2 separate regions of the Mus musculus genome follow, and region 1 is linked to region 2. A link is a contact called in public Hi-C data. All regions are on one chromosome and are shown on one strand. The core of a region is the stretch at or near the end of the contact, and the rest is flanking DNA. Distances in the headings are between cores, read along the strand shown. Region 1 overlaps Atp6v1b2 (ATPase, H+ transporting, lysosomal V1 subunit B2). Region 2 overlaps Slc18a1 (solute carrier family 18 (vesicular monoamine), member 1).

Evidence for each region. Hi-C and Micro-C count contacts between places; a contact is called where the count stands out from the background.
Region 1: a Hi-C map of bone marrow-derived macrophages shows a contact between it and region 2, with 3 times the contacts expected there. The contact joins two enhancer-like sites. A contact is called at or near these places in 7 of 39 promoter capture datasets (the 3T3-L1 cell line, the C10 cell line, embryonic stem cells and 2 more), 11 of 484 Hi-C or Micro-C datasets (3T3-L1-derived adipocytes, the G1E-ER4 cell line, the N1E-115 cell line and 6 more) and 7 of 115 datasets of contacts at active chromatin or transcription factors (bone marrow-derived dendritic cells, bone marrow-derived macrophages, embryonic stem cells and 3 more).

What each region holds. Positions count from the first base shown.
Region 1 is chr8:69,101,127-69,105,121 of GRCm38.p6, reverse strand. It overlaps Atp6v1b2 (ATPase, H+ transporting, lysosomal V1 subunit B2), which reads right to left. Exons shown (of 14, transcript NM_007509.3): 3 at 3,659-3,757; 4 at 3,093-3,186; 5 at 2,881-2,958; 6 at 2,532-2,671; 7 at 2,259-2,360; 8 at 1,645-1,742; 9 at 1,354-1,477. Among named protein-coding and RNA genes, the nearest start is that of Slc18a1, 14 kb to the right of the region's middle. Within about 2 kb of position 1,956, at least 11 of the 459 cell types and tissues checked have an H3K27ac peak or open chromatin away from gene starts, as enhancers often do. A contact at or near this core is called in bone marrow-derived macrophages, where this site is marked.
Region 2 is chr8:69,036,668-69,040,679 of GRCm38.p6, reverse strand. It overlaps Slc18a1 (solute carrier family 18 (vesicular monoamine), member 1), which reads left to right. Exons shown (of 17, transcript NM_153054.2): 15 at 1-98; 16 at 306-439; 17 at 1,775-2,972. The coding sequence ends at 1,885. Among named protein-coding and RNA genes, the nearest start is that of Gm33103, 36 kb to the right of the region's middle. Within about 2 kb of position 2,184, at least 91 of the 459 cell types and tissues checked have an H3K27ac peak or open chromatin away from gene starts, as enhancers often do. A contact at or near this core is called in bone marrow-derived macrophages, where this site is marked.

The DNA.
Region 1 (3,995 bases), core at 707-3,206, 65 kb before region 2:
TTGTTACACTCACACATCAGTCAGTCAGATCTTCACAACAGCCAAACAAGAAAGTTTATCTAAAATTTGCAGCCAGAACCGAGCCTCAGGTAAGCTTCCCAAGAGCAAAGAGGCAGAACCCAGCGGCATAGACTGAGAATCCCAACACTTCGGAGAGGCAGGAGATAGAAGTTTAAGGTCAATCTCAGCTACACAGTAAGATTTCAAGGCCAGCCTGGGCTACATACGCACCTGATCAGAGAGCCAGGACTCTACCCCACCACACAAAATATAATTAAAGGTCTTCCTCAGAGACATGCATAGAAGAATAGGTACTTGCATAGCTCTACCATCACAAGAACCTAAGAGGATTGCCAATGTAGGATTCTTGCACTGCTACTCAAAGTGTGAGCCACAGACCTGTGTTCATCGATGCACAATAGAACTGTCATAGCAATCTCTAAGAACACTTGGATGCTAATGAATCTAACATGAAGTAAACCTAGGTTTGCCAGGAGTGGTGGCGCACGCCTTTGATCCCAACAAACAAAAATCTTTCTCTTAGCTCATTTTTTTTCGTTAACAAAGGTATGGATCTGCTTCAATGAAGACAAGACTCCAGTCTTTCAGAGTCAACGTAAACACTGTGACAATGTGGTAATGATCTTGGGGACTTTAAAATACAGGTCATTAGAGAGCAGGTTTCCTCAGTCTTTTTGTGCACTCAAGAGTTAACAGGCTTAGCAGGCTAAGAGTGTTGGCTGAGTTCCTGGGTTTGGTTTCAAGCACCCACACTGGGATCCTCACAGCCACCCACTTCCAGGCAATCGGTGCCCCCTTCTGGCCTCCGTGAGCACATAAACACACACACACACACACACACACACACACACACACACACACACACACACACAAATGTACACAGGGTTAACACACAGTATGGTCAGAAGTTCTTGGGAATGAAACACTACCATCCGCTTGTGGTGCTTTCTTACTTCTTCAGCCCTTGAGAGAGACAGTGACAGTTACTAATTTTAATCTCACTCTCTACTATTTCCAAGTTGACAGAGACAAAAAAAATTGTACTATCTGGGTGTTTTGTTTTGTTTTGTTTTGTTTTTTTCCCGAGACAGGTTTTCTCTGTGTAGCCCTGGCTGTCCTGGAACTCACTTTGTAGACCAGGCTGTCCTCGAACTCCGAAATCCTCCTGCCTCTGCCTCCCAAGGGCTGGGATTAAAGGCGTGTGCCACCACACCCAGCCTTGTACTATCTCTTTTATGATTAAAGAAAAACAGAAACTTACAAAAGATCAAGATGACCCTACTTGACACATTTTGTTTGAGAAAAGAAGGAAAAAAAGAAGGGAAGAGTTACCTCTCGCAGCGCTTCAGCGTAGGAGCTCATGTCCGTCAGGATCACCAGCACGTGCTTCTCACACTGATATGCCAGAAACTCGGCCGTGGTCAGAGCCAGGCGAGGAGTGATGATCCGCTCAATGCTGAAAGGGAACACACGTCCCAGGTCACTCAAAAGCCACAACCAAAACAAGGCTGCGACAGCAGCATTTTCCTTTTGACACTCTTAGTTCACAGAGGAGAGGAAAACAAAATTACTTTAAAGATGCCTCTGTAGGCAGTAACTCAGAGAGAAACAAGTTTTACTTACGTTGGGTCATTAGCCAGATTCAAAAAAAGGCAGACATTGTCCATTGAGCCATTTTCTTCAAAGTCAGATTTAAAGAACCGGGCTGTTTCCATGTTTACCTAAGTATCAGTGACGTCATCAGTGCAATGCAAAAGAACATTCTCAGCATCTATTTCTGAGGAAGGCCAAGCTATAAATCTAAATTATTCTGTTTTAAACAGTCAAGCTCTCTTCCTCTTTTTTCTTTCCTCCTCCTCTTCTTTCTCTGCATGTGTGCACAAACCTTCCTCTTTCTCTCCCTCCCCTCCCCATGGGGACTCCCCTGGCCTTAATTCTTGGGGCCAGTGAATTCCCAGAGGGCAGCTTCCCCATGAACCTGCCTTTAATATAACCACATACATATGTACGTTTCAAGCCTCCATTTTTTTCTTTTTTAAGTGCAAGTCAGAGTAAAGCACTTTGGCATGCAAAGTCTTATTAGGTTTCAGCTACATGCTAAATCTGACTCCTAAGTTTTGCTAAAATGCCAAGATACAGAGTTTCTATCTAAGAATAAAGTTGATTTTGTATAGTTTATCACCTCTTTCTAACAACAGTTAATTTTATGTTATTCCCAAACATAATACCATACTTACTCCCATAGCAGCAAACACAATGGCAAAATTTTCTTCACTATAGTCCACTACATCTTTGGATTTCTTTACCAAACCAGCCTGGCGACAGATCTGAGCTGCAATCTGTTAAGGATGAAAACTAAAAATCATATCCTGACAACAAAGTAATTTATTCTTCTCTCTTGAATACTTTAATTAGTAGCCTGAATTAAAACATCAAGTCCGTGGTAGGTAAGCTGATGTGTGTATTCCCCCCGTGACTACACACGGCACGACAAGTCCATCTGCCCTCACCTCGTTGTGTGGTAATCCAGCAGCAGAAAAGATGGGGATTTTCTGTCCCCTAGCAATACTGTTCATGCCATCGATGGCGGAAATGCCCGTCTGAATCATCTCTTCTGGATAGATCCGACACTGAGGGTTGATTGGCTGACCTGATGTATTCCAAAAAGGGAAAAATGTTAGTATGTCTGCACATTGGTCATGGATACAAACAAATAATTAAAAGGTCAGAACTCAAACAAAGAATTTCTCTGTATTTATCTATCTCCTTTCAATGTTACCATAACTATTCTCTCTCCGGTAAGGCTGCCAGTAGACAGAGTTAGTTTCCCCAACACTGACACCCATCTACTGCCCCTACCCATGATGTCAAGGAAGTCTTCAGCCAGCACCACAGGGCCTCGGTCAATGGGTTTTCCTGATCCGTTGAATACTCGACCTATACAACAGCAACAAGACAGAACAGAGTAAACCCATACTTCCCAATCTGTGCTTGTATGTTTCTAGATTTTAAATAAATATGTTTAAAAGGAAACAGATCTGTGTACGGAACGAAGAGTGATAGTCACTTACCAAGCATATCCTCAGACACTGGTGTTCGGAGAATATCTCCAGTAAACTCACAGGATGTTTTCTTGGCGTCTATACCAGATGTCCCTTCAAATACCTACCAAAAAAAGAGAATCAAGTAGAAGGGTAAAAGATATTTAGGTCAGGGACACTAACTAGACCAAAGGTCCTGCTTGCAGGGTCAAACATCCCAAGGAGCTGAGGACCTTTATGTGTAAAAAGGATGTTTAAAACAAAGAACAAGGAAAAAGAAACTAAGGACTTCTGGCCATCTTATAAATATAAAAAAACCAAAAAACCAATAACCCCCAGAACCCCATCCATCTACTTTTACAAATTTAACCTGCTACTGCCCTAGAATATTTTTTGGGTACATACTGAGAAATTTCTCTTTCTCTATAATAAAATAACATTAAAAGATAGGAATTTTAAGGAAGAAATCCAAGAGCTGAGTTAGGTACCATTTTGATGGCATCCGATCGCCAGTGAATGCACTTCTCATCACTGTCCTGTCACGGAACGATGGGCTTTGATTGGGAAATGCCTCAATGGTTCTGAGTGGCACTCACCTGAACCACTGCTTTGGAGCCACTAACTTCTAGGACTTGCCCACTTCTCTTTGTGCCATCTGGTAATGTCAAGTGGACAATCTCAGCGTATCTGGGAAACTAAGCAGGAGCACAGTGAGGGATTAGTAATCAGCATCCTAGACGGTACCCACGCTACTCTACGCATCTCCACCATGGCCTTGTTGTCTAGGCACTTTCTTCAACAAATACATGGGAGTTGCATCTGGATCCCTGTAACTTATATTACTAGTGTACAAAGTGGCAAACTAGTGCAAGGTACAGAGAGAAGGATATGATCCTACAAAAGCACAGCAATTACATTTAATAGTTTTCCTCT
Region 2 (4,012 bases), core at 935-3,434:
GCCCATCATGGGATACCTGGTGGACTTACGCCATACCTCTGTGTATGGGAGTGTCTATGCCATCGCTGATGTGGCTTTTTGTGTGGGCTTTGCTATTGGTATGTTGGTTGGGTTAGATGAGAGCTCCCAGGCCTGAGTGATGCAGTCTCCCCTCTCCACTGTAGTTTACCTGATTGTGGGACCAGAGGCTTCATTCTCTTAGGGATCTGGAGATAGTGGAATCTGCCCCAGCCTCTGTGGTTACCCACTGTCCCTAGGATAGTGTTTTACAGGTGACACTTGGAATTTGATTTATTTTTCCACAGGCCCATCTACCGGGGGTGTTATTGTACCGGTCATCGGCTTCCCTTGGCTCATGGTCATCATTGGAACTATCAACATCATCTATGCCCCTCTCTGCTGCTTCCTGCAGAACCCACCAGCTAAGGAGGAGGAGCTTGTAAGGCACCTGTGTAGTAACTAGAATACATGTCTGTTCCTCCATGTGGGTCTCCTGACCCTTCACCTTGAGCTCATTTCCTCTCTGCCGCTCATTTCTCTGCTTTGTAGCTTTACTGTTCTTCCTAACACACTTACCCTTGTCTTCTACCTTTCTTTCTCTAAACAACCAAGTCCCCTATCATCAGGATCTTAAGTAAAGAAGGGAAACGAGGAGCAGGAGTGGTGAGACACTTCAGAAATCCCAGCATTTGAGACACGGGGTAGTATAGAAGTTCAATGTATCTGGGCGGTGGTGGCACACGCCTTTAATCCCAGCACTTGGGAGGCAGAGGCAGGCGGATTTCTGAGTTCAAGGCCAGCCTGGTCTACAAAGTGAGTTCCAGGACAGCCAGGGCTACACAGAGAAACCCTGTCTCGAAAAACCAAAAAAAAAAAAAAAAAAAAAAAAAAAGAAGAAGAAGATGTTCAGTGAAATCCTCAGCTACATATTGAATTAAAGGTCAGCCTGCCGTGAATAGAACCTACTCATAAAAACAAACCAAAACTAAACTAAACAAAAAAGAAAAAGAAATGAAAAATGAGACTATCTTCATTCGTTTTGTGTATGGTGCGTACAAGTCAGTGCAGAGAATGTTGGCTTTTTAAATTTTTCTCTGCCTTGTTCCATTGTGTACTAGAAGCTCCCCGTAGTCTGGGCTGCCTGGCCAGTGAGCTCCCAAGCCCTGCCCATCTCTACCCACCAGTACTAGGATTACAGGCATGTGACCATGAACAAAACACTCTTTTATATGGGTGTTGGGGGCTCAGGATCAGTCCTTAGGCTTGCAGGGTAAGTCCTCATTCCTATTGATCCATCTCTCAGCTGAGGCCTTGACTTTAAAGTTCAAAATTAGTTGCCAGGTAAAAGATTCTGCACACTTTATGTGTATGACTTAATTAATTAATATACTTTGCTCTTCTTGTGGCATGAACACCCCAGCATCCCTAGGTGCCTCATGGATTCAGGATGGATGGAAAAGCTGCTCACAGGAATGGAAGTAGGCAGGAAGGTCTATGGGAAGAGTGTCTATTTCAGCCACTTTTTTTTTTTTTGCTGTGCCTTACACCTACTGATGCTAGGGTTCAAGCACAAGCATACCAGATGTTTGCCCTGGCTAGGCTTGATATGCCCAGGTACCTTGGAAGGCCTGAGCCTACACATGAGGCAGAAAGAGGGTGCTATACTTCCATCGTGAGTTGTTCTAAGTAACACTAAGCTTGGATATGCTAGCATGGACAAGAAACAGGATGGCCTATGATGTGCAGTAATCTCTATATTTACCTCTTGCTCTAGGCAATTCTGAACCAGGAATGCCCCACAGAGACCCAGATGTACACAATCCAGAGGCCCACGAAGGAGTTTCCACTGGGAGAGAACAGCGATGATCCTGGCAGTGAGGAGTAGCTGTAGAGGGTGATATCTGGGCCTCATTCCAGGTGACCCCATGAGGCGTGAATCTCAGTGTCCCAGGGGACCAGATCATCACAGATTCAATGGGTCTCACTTTCCTCTCCTCTGGGCAACTCCCTTCCTTCCTTCTTATTGATAGCTTGTTCTTACTCACCTGTAAGTACAACCCACCACTCTCCCAATGTGCTTTGACACCACCAGTGGCCCATTTTTTGTGGGAGGACAGTGCTACTTCCTGCCAGGCCAAAGCGAAGCTGATTAAAGCTGAGTTGAGACAAGTTCTGCAAGGGGTGACTCACTTCCTGCAGGCAGTGCTGAACAACGTGCCTGTGAAACCAGGGCTACAAATGGCAAGCCTTCCTTTCTTCTCTGATTTTGTCTAACATATTACCAATATGTCTTAAAATTTGACCTGTCTCCTGTGATATATTTTCCCCTTATTTTTTCCAGGTGAGCTTCCATATGTAGGTTGTTGTTTTTTTTTTTCTTTCTTATTTTATGTGCTAAAATTACTTTAACTTCATCAAATGAAGCCTTCTGGCTTTCCTCATCATCCAATCAAAGGGAAATAAGCACTTTTCCTAGGTCTGTGTTATGTCTGCTCTGATGATTTCTCATGTATGTTTCTAGCTTTCCCCAACCTCTTAAACTCTTATAAATAAAAGTGGTTGAAGTACAGAAAAACAAACAAACAAACAAACAAACAAGCCAATGAAACAACAACAGAAACCCCAAATAAACAACATTGCATTAGACTCAAGGGTTCCCTGCATGAAGCAAAAAGAAACTTGAAATTTCCCCCAAACGTGTATTTCCTAGTAGAAGAAGCAGAACAAGGCGTTCATTGTTCACACGTGTCAATGAGTAAGTCAATTAGCCAATTCAGACATGAAGAACCAGATGGTTTTGTAGCAGGAGAGAGAGTGTGGGAAAATACAGTGGGTGTTGTACATCATGTGACATTTGGCTACATTTTTGAAATGGTTATTGGATGATAGAGTCTCCAATTTGGGAAATATGGCATTCATTCTAAGTAGCTTCTCATTTTTCTCAGCAAACAATAAAATTTATGAACAACTCAAGATAGTATATGCTGTTCATGTCCAGGGAGTCATGGATGCTCAGGTCTGGTTGGGGGATAGCAGGAGAGATGGAGGTGGAGAAAGAATGCTGTGGAGGTATCCTGATTTCAGAAAGGGGTGTGCATTCTTTTTCTGGAGTGACTCCTGGATTACTGTGTTCTTCCCTGGGAGTTGGATAGCTTCAGGACAAACTCTGATTCAATAGAACACATTTTGGCTGACTTAATGAATCTGTGTCACTTGGACAGAGAATATCTGATTGGTGGATAGGTTTTGGGGAGTTTCGTTCTAATGTAGACTTTTTGATTTGTAGAACCAGATAAACTTGTATCATTTAGTGCATATGACATGTTTTTCATGTCTTAAAGGAGCCTCAAGGTAAAATTAGCAAAGGATTTACCTGAATGTCTAAGCCATAGCTCCTAAGAAAAGCTTGTGTATGTGTGTGTGTGTGTGGGGGGGGGGCTGAAATAAAGAGGAGGGAGGGAGAGACTGAATGTAGGCCACAAGAGTTTAAAAGCAGAAGGGAGGGACCACATCCATGTGGGTGGGATTTATAATAAAAGTTAAGCTTTCAGGAGGCTGGAGAGATGGCTCAGTGGTTAAAAGCACTGACTGCTCTTCCAGAGGTTCTGAGCTTAATTCCCAGTAACCACATGGTGACTCACAACCATCTGTAATGAGATCTAATGTCCTCTTCTGGTGTGTCTGAAGACAGCAACAGTGGGCTTACATAAAATAAATAAACAAATACATACGTAAATAAAAAGAAACAGTAAAACAAAATTTAAAACAAGTTGAACTTGTTACAGAAACTGTTAAAGTGTGTTTCAAAACAAAAGGAGAATTTACTAGACGTTATCAAGGACAAACTTAGTCTTTATTACTGACCCTGTAAGCAACATGAAAAGACTGTATGGTACGAATCAAATATTGGTAGCTTATGATGATCTTCAAAAAATGACCATGTCAAATCCAGTGAAAATGAAACTCAAGGATTTCTCTGTAAAAGCATCAGTTGTTCCAAGTAGCACATGAT